Regions from separate parts of the Sus scrofa genome. Here region 1 is linked to region 2. The links are chromatin contacts, called in public Hi-C maps. All regions are on one chromosome and are shown on one strand. The core of a region is the stretch at or near the end of the contact, and the rest is flanking DNA. Distances in the headings are between cores, read along the strand shown.

Region 1 (4,730 bases), core at 102-2,601, 120 kb before region 2:
TGCATGTTCAAACCCGGGCCCCACTCTGTGCATTAAGTATCCAACGTTGCTGTGAGCTGCGAGTTGTGATGCAGGTCGAAGACTCTGTTCAGATCTTGAGTTGCTGTGGCTGCAGTGTAGGCGGGCAGCCGTAGCTCCAATTTGACCCCTAGCCTGGGAACTTGCATATGCTGCAGGTGTGGTCCTAAAAAGCAAAAAAAAAAAAAAAAAAAAAAAGTCTTTACTTCCCTGGCAACTCCCAGCATGGTGCAAGCTCTACCTTTTGAAATAGGTCCCAAATTCTGTAACTCATGGGGACTCTTCCTTTCCAGTTGCACCTTAACAAAATGCTAACTGTTTAATTTGGGAGTTCCCTGGTGACCTGGCAGTTAAGGACTCAGCATTGCCACTGTTGTGGCTTGGGTTCAGGCCCCGGCCTGAGAACTTCCATATGGTGCAGACAGAAAACAAAAACAATTTCATTTGTAATTGCTTTGTTGTTCTGAAATTTAATGCTATATACTCATAATTTTGAAAGTCGAGCAATGAAAAACAAGGAAGAAAGCAAAGAACGGCTTACTCAGTCTCACTAACCAGAAATAGATTTAGTGCTAAGTTTCTACAAATTTACCTTCGGGGTTCAGGATACATTAACGTCATTCACAGAAAGGAGAAAATGGTTGTAATGGATCTGAGTGAATAATTAAATTTTATGTCATTGGCACCCTGGGTTCTATTTTTGGATTCTTTTTTGGATTAAAAAACAGGTGTGTTTGTGTTTATTTCCATTTCCACAAACCTGATTCATAAGTATGTGTGTGAAAGAAATTTTTAAGTGGCATTTCTCCTTCTTTTTAGTTAGGGTCCACATAAAATATTTTTGCCCCCATCTTAATCAGAACTACAAAAGTCTTGCTTCCTCCACCAAAAGAAGCAAAGTTCAGAATAATTCGTGGCATGCTCCATTTTTAACTTGAATATCATTGCATTTTTTCCCAGAAGAGCAATCTCTTGGGAAAAGAGTCAGGATACTTTGGGTAAGATATCATAGCAACAGCTACAACTGAGAGAATATTGTGGAAATATATCTTCCCCAATTTTCCAAACTTAGATTTATGCTCCATTCGTGCTTTTAACATGTGGAAAACCCAAATACAGACCCCTCCCAAATTAAACTGTTTTTTTTTTCTTTAAGAGCACCCTCTAAGTTCCCCTCCTGAACACATGTTGGAAAAGTTTTAGCCTTTTGCCCTCTGCCATGGATAGATCCAAGATCTTCCAGCCATATAAACCCTCCACCATGTACCACAGGCTGGAGCAACAGAGCTGTGGTGGGCCGTGGTGATGGGATGAATGTTCAGACTCACTCCCCAGCTCAGGGCCTCCCTCCTGCAGGCCAGCCTCCTGGAACAGAGTTCGAGGCTGTACCACAGCAAAAGTGTCAAGTTCCTGCATCACTTGAATTTCTCAAGGAGCTGAAAACTCAAAATTGAATCTGGAAAGGCCAGGAGTCATGTCATCATGTGTTTGACTTCCAGTCCAAAGATCTCAAGCTCAGCTCTAGCTCTGACACTCAGGTGGTCTCAGGCAAATGACCCAAACTCTGTGGGGCAGAGTGCAGATCAAATAATGTAACATCTGCGAAAATATTTCATGCATTATGAAGCTCTCTGAATGTACCGTATTCAAGTCACTGCTCTGAGGTGTGCCTGTCTCCACTCCAAAGCATTTCCCAGATTTTCCACGAATTCTCAGGGCCCCATTTTTCAAGGTCATGCCTGGCCCCATTCTTCTGCCTCCTCTGAATCCCATTTTTTATCCTCTTGGGGTTCCTGATCGCTGTCCCCGCTCCAGCCCTGTCCTCCTTTCCCCCAAATTTCGCATGAGGCCTGTGCTTGTAGCAGACTCAACTTATGCTTCTTTTTTTTTTTTTTTTTTTTTTTTTTTTTGTCTTTTTGTCTTTTGGGGCTGCACCTACGGCATATGCAGGTTCCCAGGCTAGGGGTCAAATCAGAGCTGTAGCAGCTGGTCTACACCACAGCCACAGCAATGCAGGATCCAAGCTGCGTCTGCGACCTACACCACAGCTCACGGCAACGCCAGATCCTTAACCCACTGAGCAAGGCCAGGGATTGAACCCGAAACCTCATGGTTCCTAGTCGGATTCATTTCCGCTGCGCCACAACAGGAACTCCCTCGACTCATATTTCTGAGGAGACAGAGCGGGTTTCCCTGACAGAAACATACCATAAAACTGAATCTGAGGAGTTACCATTATGGCTCAGCAGGTTACAAACCTAACTAGGATCCCTGAGGTTGCCGGTTCAATCCCTGGCCTCACTTAGTGGTTAAGGATCCCATATTGCTGTGGCTGTAGTATAGGCCAGCACCTGCAGCTCTGGATTGACCCCTAGCCTGGGAACTTCCATATGCCTCTGGTGCAGCCCTAAAAAGCAAAATAAACAAACAAAACTGAGTCTGAGATTCACCTGCTCTGAAAAGCCTCTGGCCTTTCTTCCCATTCCACTTCACTGAGTAAAGGTACCTGGCTGGCCTCTTTGAACTGTTTCCTTCTTTTTATTTATTTATTTATGTTATTATTTATCTTTTTTTTTTTTTTTTGGTCTTTTCTAGGGCTGTACTCGTGGCACATGGAGGTTCAGAGGCTAGGGTTCTAATCGGAGCTGTAGCTGCCAGCTTGTGCCACAGCCACAGTAACGTGGGATCAGAGCCATGTCTGCGACCTATACCACACCTCATGGCAGTCCCAGATCCTTAACCCACTGAGCAAGGCCAGGGATCAAACCCGCAACCTTATGGTTCCTAGTTGGATTCACTAACCACTGAGTCACGACGGGAACTCCTAATAAATTTTTTACAGTCGTACCTGTGGCATATGGAAGTTCCTGTGCTAGGTGTTGAATCAGAGCTGCAGGTGCAGGTTTATACCACAGACACAGTAACATGGGGTCCAAGCCACATCTGTGACCTATGCAGCAGCTTGCAACAATGTCAGATCCTTAACCCACTGATGAGGCCAGGGATCAAACTTACATCTTCATGGATACTCGTCAGGTTCTTAACCCACTGAGCCACAATGGGAACTCCTATTTCCTTCTTAAAAACAACAATGCCTGCATTCTTTGTTTTCTCTTGCTACACCCCTTGTCTAACAGCAGGCCTCCCCTTGTTTATTTAAAAGTGCTCCCTAGTCTCTGCCCAAGTAAGATGCCACCTTCAGGAAAAGTGGAAATATGGAAATCTTATTTCTCCGGGACTACAAATCATCACCATCACCCCTGCCCCTTAGAAAACAGAAGCACCTATTGTCCGTTTTAACAATATTTTGTTTCAAATAGCTCATTCGTTCAACAAGTGCTGACGTCTTTCAAAGTGCCAGGTCCTATTTTAGATGCTGAGATGCAACCACAACAGACAAAAATCCCACCGTGTGGCATCCATATTCTAGTAGGAGGAAACAGACAATAAATAAATGCTTTTCTTTTGTTTTTACTTTTTAGGGCCACACCCAAGGCATACGGGAGTTGTCAGGCTAGAGGTCAAATCGGAGTTGTAGCTGCCGGCCTATACCGCAGTCACAGCAACGCAGGATCCAGGCCATTGACTGCAACCTATGCCACAGCTCACGGCAACACTGGATCCTTAACCCACTGAGCGAGGCCAGGGATGGAACCTTTGTCCTTACAGATACTAGTCAGAATCATTTCCGCTGAACCATGACGGGAACGCCCCCCAAAAAATGTTTTTTTAAATGTTAAACATTCCTTTAGGGTCCCAGGAGTTTTTCAGATTTATCCTTACCTTCCTTTTATTTTATTTTATTTTTTATTTTATTTTATTTGCCTTTTCTAGGGCCACTCCCACAGCATATGGAGGTTCCCAGGCTAAGGGTCTAATCAGAGCTATAGCTGCCAGTCTACACCACAGCTCATGGCAACACCGGATCCTTAACCCACTGAGCAAGGCTAGGGATCGAACCCGCAACCTCATGGTTCCTAATCAGATGCCTTAACCACTGAGCCACGATGGGAATTCCCTCACCTTCCTTTTATATTTCCTGTTGGTTCTACCTCTTTAAAAATATATCTTGAATTGATCCCTTTCTCCCCATCTGAGCTACCACAGCACTAGTTGGTGTGTTCCTGATTTCTCCCTTGGATTACAGACACAGTTTCCCAACTAGGGAGTCCAGCCCCCTTCACCTCCCATTGGACTGAGACCTGATTCAAATCTGAATGCATTGCTCTGAGGCATGAAATAGCTGAAGTCCCCACTCTCTCTAGCATCCGTAACCTCAGAATAAAATTCAGTTCCTCAGTGTGGCTGTAGCAAAGGTGGTCAGTGCTCCACTCGCAGGCCTTAGCGCTGGGCCAGGATGTGCTCACAGCCTCCTGCAGTAAGCACCTGCTCCTTATCACTTGAGGGATGTCTCTTCATTGTGAGCGATGGGCCCTAAGTGCCAGGAAATGAATTCTCCTAGGGAGCAGCCCTCAGCCAGTGACGGATGGGAAGTGAAGGATAAATTCTCCATCTTCCCGGTTCCTGGGGCAGTGGGGAGGAGGGGGGAAGAGGATGGAAAAGAGAGAATAATTTTGAACTAGTTTCCATATGCTCTTCTAGATGTTCCCAGTAGAATTGACTCCAACAGCACTCAGTAGCCATCACGCCTTTAATGCTCATTATTTTGGCTTCCTTTCCTTCTCTGTCTGACTTCCCCACTCCTCACCAAT
Region 2 (4,430 bases), core at 526-3,025:
CTTGTGATGATAACTGCACCTCCCATGATGCAACGTAGCACTCCCTACTCTCGGCCTCAGCAAGCCTATGTACTTTTTCATTCATGCTTTGGCCTTGCAGTTCAGATGGCAAAGCTTGTGCTTGGCAGTGTTTCTCAAACCTGAACATTATTTTTCTTTTCAGAGGGAAAAAAAATCTCATGATTCACCAGGGTTAAGTTGTATTTATTAGAATGCTATTTTAAAAACTGTAAATGTATCCTTACAACTGTCCCACATCTATAGCACCAAAATAAAAGTATAAATTAAGTGCAGAACAAACTATTAAATACACAAAATTCAAACGAACAACTTCAATTTAATGTATGCTTACATATGACTTATTTTGCTGAATTGAAATTGCTCCTTACAATATGAATGTGGTGTTGACAGCTCCATGAAGGTTCTTTGGAAATTGCTCTGCCTGTTCTACCCTGAGCCGCATGATGATCTTATTCCCCACCACTTTTCTTCCATATGCTGTAAAGCTTTTGCTTACACAGCATGCTATGATACCATTTACGCTTTATCCACCAAAATGATCATTCTTATGTTCTTTTCTCATTATCTCTCAATAATTAAAGCAGTGCTACATGTCCCTGTGTAATCATATACACTGCTGCAGATGTGAACGCTCAGATTGTTTGGCAGCATTCATATGTGGATAATCCAGCCTGCTGGCCACATGCGGCCTACTGCCTGCTTTTGTTAATAAAGTTTTATTGGAATATGGCCATTGTTTATGGCTGCTTTGGTGCTGTAATGGCAGAGTTGAACAGTTGCAACAAAGACTGTATGGCCTGCAAAGCCCTAAATACTTACTCACTAGCCCTTTACAGAAAAAAAATCTTCCAGGCGTTGCCCTTGTGGCTCAGTGGTAATGAACCTGACTAGTATCCACGAGAATGTGAGTTGGATTCCTGGCCCGCTCAAGTGGGTTAAAGATCCGGTGTTGCCACTGCTGCGGTATAGGTTGCAGATGAGGCGTGGATCTGGCGATGCTGTGGCATAGGCTGGCTGGTACGGCTCCGATTCAACCCCTAGCCCGGGAACTTCAGAGCCTTTCAATATTTGTCTGTCTAGCTACTTGAAGATTATCATCAAAAATTAAAACAAGAATTGACTTTAGCATTTTCATGGAAAATAGTCATACTTCCCAGAGTATATCTGTGGATTTTTTTTTTTCCAGAATTACCAATTCAGGGTATAGTTATAATAAAGTAGATGCGAATTAGGATTTGCTTACATACAACTTACACCTTATATGATCCCACAGAGCAGACTTTACCAGTTCAGACAGAGGGAGGATTGAGCTAGACAGGGAGAAAGAACTTTATGCCTAATACTGCATTCCTCCTGCAGCCCACAGCTGGGGCTTATCGGAGGCCCACCAGGCAAGAGCACTAACAGTGCTTTTTGCCAGACCCCAAAATGGCTATTTGGAGGATGGAATAATGTCTCCAAATGTGTTTGCCCTCCTTAGAGAAAACGGGTATGTGAATACAAGTTGCTACTACTTCCTCTCCGAGTCATGTTTTCTCGATTGGTCGATTGGTCTCCTAGGACCTCCCCTCCCTTGCGCACAGGGCCCTTTAAAACCATGAGCTGTCCTTGCAAACATGAGAGGCAAAACCCAACCCACCCACAAGTCACAGTTTCCGTCCCAGCGATACGTCAGCCTGATTAGTACATTTGCCAGGCACCAGCTGATTTCCCGAAAGAAGCAGAGCACCTGGGAGCAGCCTAATGTCATGAGGCAGATAACAGCGACAGAAATGACAGCAACCCTCGGGCGGGGGATGGAAGTCAGAAGACAGACCTCTGAGTTCTTGCTACATGAGGGAAATCATTCCTCCTGGCTGTTTTTAAAAACGAAGGCTAATGGTTTAGACTGTAGTGTGATGACCATCATAAAATCTGAGTAGCTGAGAAGCCTCTATCCTTTTTCTCAACAAGGCTAAGTCAAGATTTAGATTGGGCGGACTTCCCGTCGTGGCTCAGCAGAAATGAATCCAACTAGGAACCATAAGGATGGGGGGGTTCCATCCCTGGTCTTGCTGAGTAGGTTAAGGATCCAGGGTTTCCATGAGCTGTGGTGTAGGTCACAGATGTGGCTTGGATCCCGTGTTACTGTGGTGTAGGTCACAGATGTGGCTTGGATCCCATGTTGCTGTGGTGTAGGCCGGCAGCTGCAGCTCCAATTCGACTCCTAGCCTGGGAACTTCCATACGCCACATGGACGCCCCTAAAATGCAAAAAAAAAAAAAAAAAAAAAAAAAACCGATTTAGATTGACTTATTTGGCTCCTTTATCCTTTATTATTGAACTTTCTCACCATCATGTCATTTGGGCAGACAGAAATGTTAGCCTGACTCTTGTTGTCAGCCTGTATTCCCTGCCAAAATATAGCTAAACTATTACGCCCAGAGACCCAATGCCCAGTACAGTGTTTCGTATAGAATAGGTGTTCAGTACTTACTTGTTGAATGAATGTGTTCTCTGTAATCAGACAGAAGTAATATATTCATGGAAGAAGCATTTAAGATCACCACTGATAGTAACAAAAGTGATTTCAGGGTCTTTCCTTTAGTTTTGCTTCTGATTAGAGTTTATGCCTTTTCTCCAAACTCAGTATCTTTTAAAAGGAAAAAAAAAATCGATGTAGTACATTCCTGTTCCACCATTTGGTAATTTGTTGTTGTTGAATTTTGTTTTATTTTTTCAGGGTCTAATTTAGAGTCTAATTCCTAGAAAATTAGAACATTCCGCTTATATTTTTCCTAGGAAGCTTCAAGTGAATGAATAAGACTGGCTAATTTAAGCTCCTTCCAAATGTTGGAGAAGAAGCATATGAACAAATGAAAGGTGTTAAAAGCTGTATGTGCCCTCGCTTAGGATCTGATTTTGTTTTTCTATGCAAAAGTAAGAGACTGTAGACATTACTTCATCCCGGGCAAAATGCTGCTCTCCAGCCTGTCCAATAGACCAGCTCCCTGACATTCTGTCTTGATTTTGTATGGAAAGTCTAGAGAAAAGCCAAGATTTCAGGGTCTGGACCCTCTGGTGTGCCACTGAAAGCCAACTTTTCTTCTCTCTTGATGGCTCCAAATAAGCAGTACTATTTAGCCTGCTCCCACAGCAAGCAACCAGGAATGACGTGTAAGGACCTGGTAAATTAAAAGACGTGTAGGACTGGTCATGATTGTTTACACAAAGAGAGAATGCGAAGTAGGGAGAGCTCCTTATTTCTCCAACCGAGGAAACTTTATTCCAGGCTAATACACACACACACACACACACACACACACACACACACACACACATGTGTTTCCAGGGGTAGGAGTACAGAAGTGAGTACATCTTTTCTCTTTAGATTAGAAAACCCCTGGTGATGGAGGACAGTACTCTGCTCTGCTACATCCTTCGTAAGGTCTCACATAATGCCCTGCACTTTCTAAATCTTTGTCAGTTCATTCTTTTGTTCGCAACTTGCTTTTGACTAGTTCTTGCTTGTCATTCTAGCGTTGCACTTACCATATTTGGCATACGGGGAAGTCATCACGATCTCTTTTGGATTAGGATGATTCTGGCAGGCATGTGTATACCAATTCTTGTTGCTATGGGTTTTTTGTCTTAAGCTTGACATTCATGATTTTTCTCAAGGAAGTGAAGTCCTAAAGCATGCTTATGACCGTCTGGCACAGAATGATTTGTTGTCCAGTGTGCCGATCCATTTCGTATTTTAAGTTTAAGGAGAACTAGTTTATCCTAGGATTTAATTGCGGTCAGAATGCAGGTGAGACTTGGGGTAGCCAATCTGGTGAAAGGTATTCCTTTATGTATTAGCCACCAGGGACAAAAACCTCAAAACCTGTGGAGGTGCTTGTGTTCTGGGTTCAGTAGGTGGCGCTCTTCTACCTGGTTCACTAGTGTGATCTTGAAGGTCATTCTCTCCAGTCCGTGCCGTAGGCGGTTCCATGTTACCGGGAAGGAAACCTGAAGCCTTGCCCAGTGGCATCAGAGCCTGAGAAGCCATGGCATGATCTGGCACATGGCCCTGGTCAGGCAGTGTTGGTGCATACCAGCCCAGGGCGTCTTACTGTCTCCTTTGTTCTGATGCCAGTTCCCGCCCTTGAGCAACAGCGGAAAAGAGCTAAGGAAAGACAGTCACACCATGAGTATTCTGGAGGGTGGCACTAGCTCATAAAACCAGAACGCGTAGATACAGCATCTAAAACGTAGTGAGAGGAAAAAAAGTCGGGGTTTGCAGAGAGACCCAAAAACTAGAGAAAGAAGCCAAGAGAGGAAGAGCAACAAAACTGGGAGCTTCACCTATGTTGTATATGTCTACTGTATTTATTATTGTTATGTATCTATTATATTTATTATTGTTACATATCTATTATATTTAT

What was found. A called contact is a pair of places that touch in the nucleus more often than the background predicts.
Region 1: a Hi-C map of retroperitoneal adipose tissue shows a contact between it and region 2, with 1.7 times the contacts expected there. The contact joins two enhancer-like sites. A contact is called at or near these places in 15 of 47 Hi-C or Micro-C datasets (alveolar macrophages, embryonic fibroblasts, epiblast stem cells and 7 more).

What each region holds. Positions count from the first base shown.
Region 1 is chr10:27,517,527-27,522,256 of Sscrofa11.1, reverse strand. No RefSeq gene overlaps it. Among named protein-coding and RNA genes, the nearest start is that of C10H9orf3, 48 kb to the right of the region's middle. Within about 2 kb of position 1,351, at least 1 of the 83 cell types and tissues checked has an H3K27ac peak or open chromatin away from gene starts, as enhancers often do. A contact at or near this core is called in retroperitoneal adipose tissue, where this site is marked.
Region 2 is chr10:27,397,961-27,402,390 of Sscrofa11.1, reverse strand. The region is part of intron 3 of C10H9orf3 (aminopeptidase O); the gene reads left to right. Among named protein-coding and RNA genes, the nearest start is that of C10H9orf3, 72 kb to the left of the region's middle. Within about 2 kb of position 1,775, at least 9 of the 83 cell types and tissues checked have an H3K27ac peak or open chromatin away from gene starts, as enhancers often do. A contact at or near this core is called in retroperitoneal adipose tissue, where this site is marked.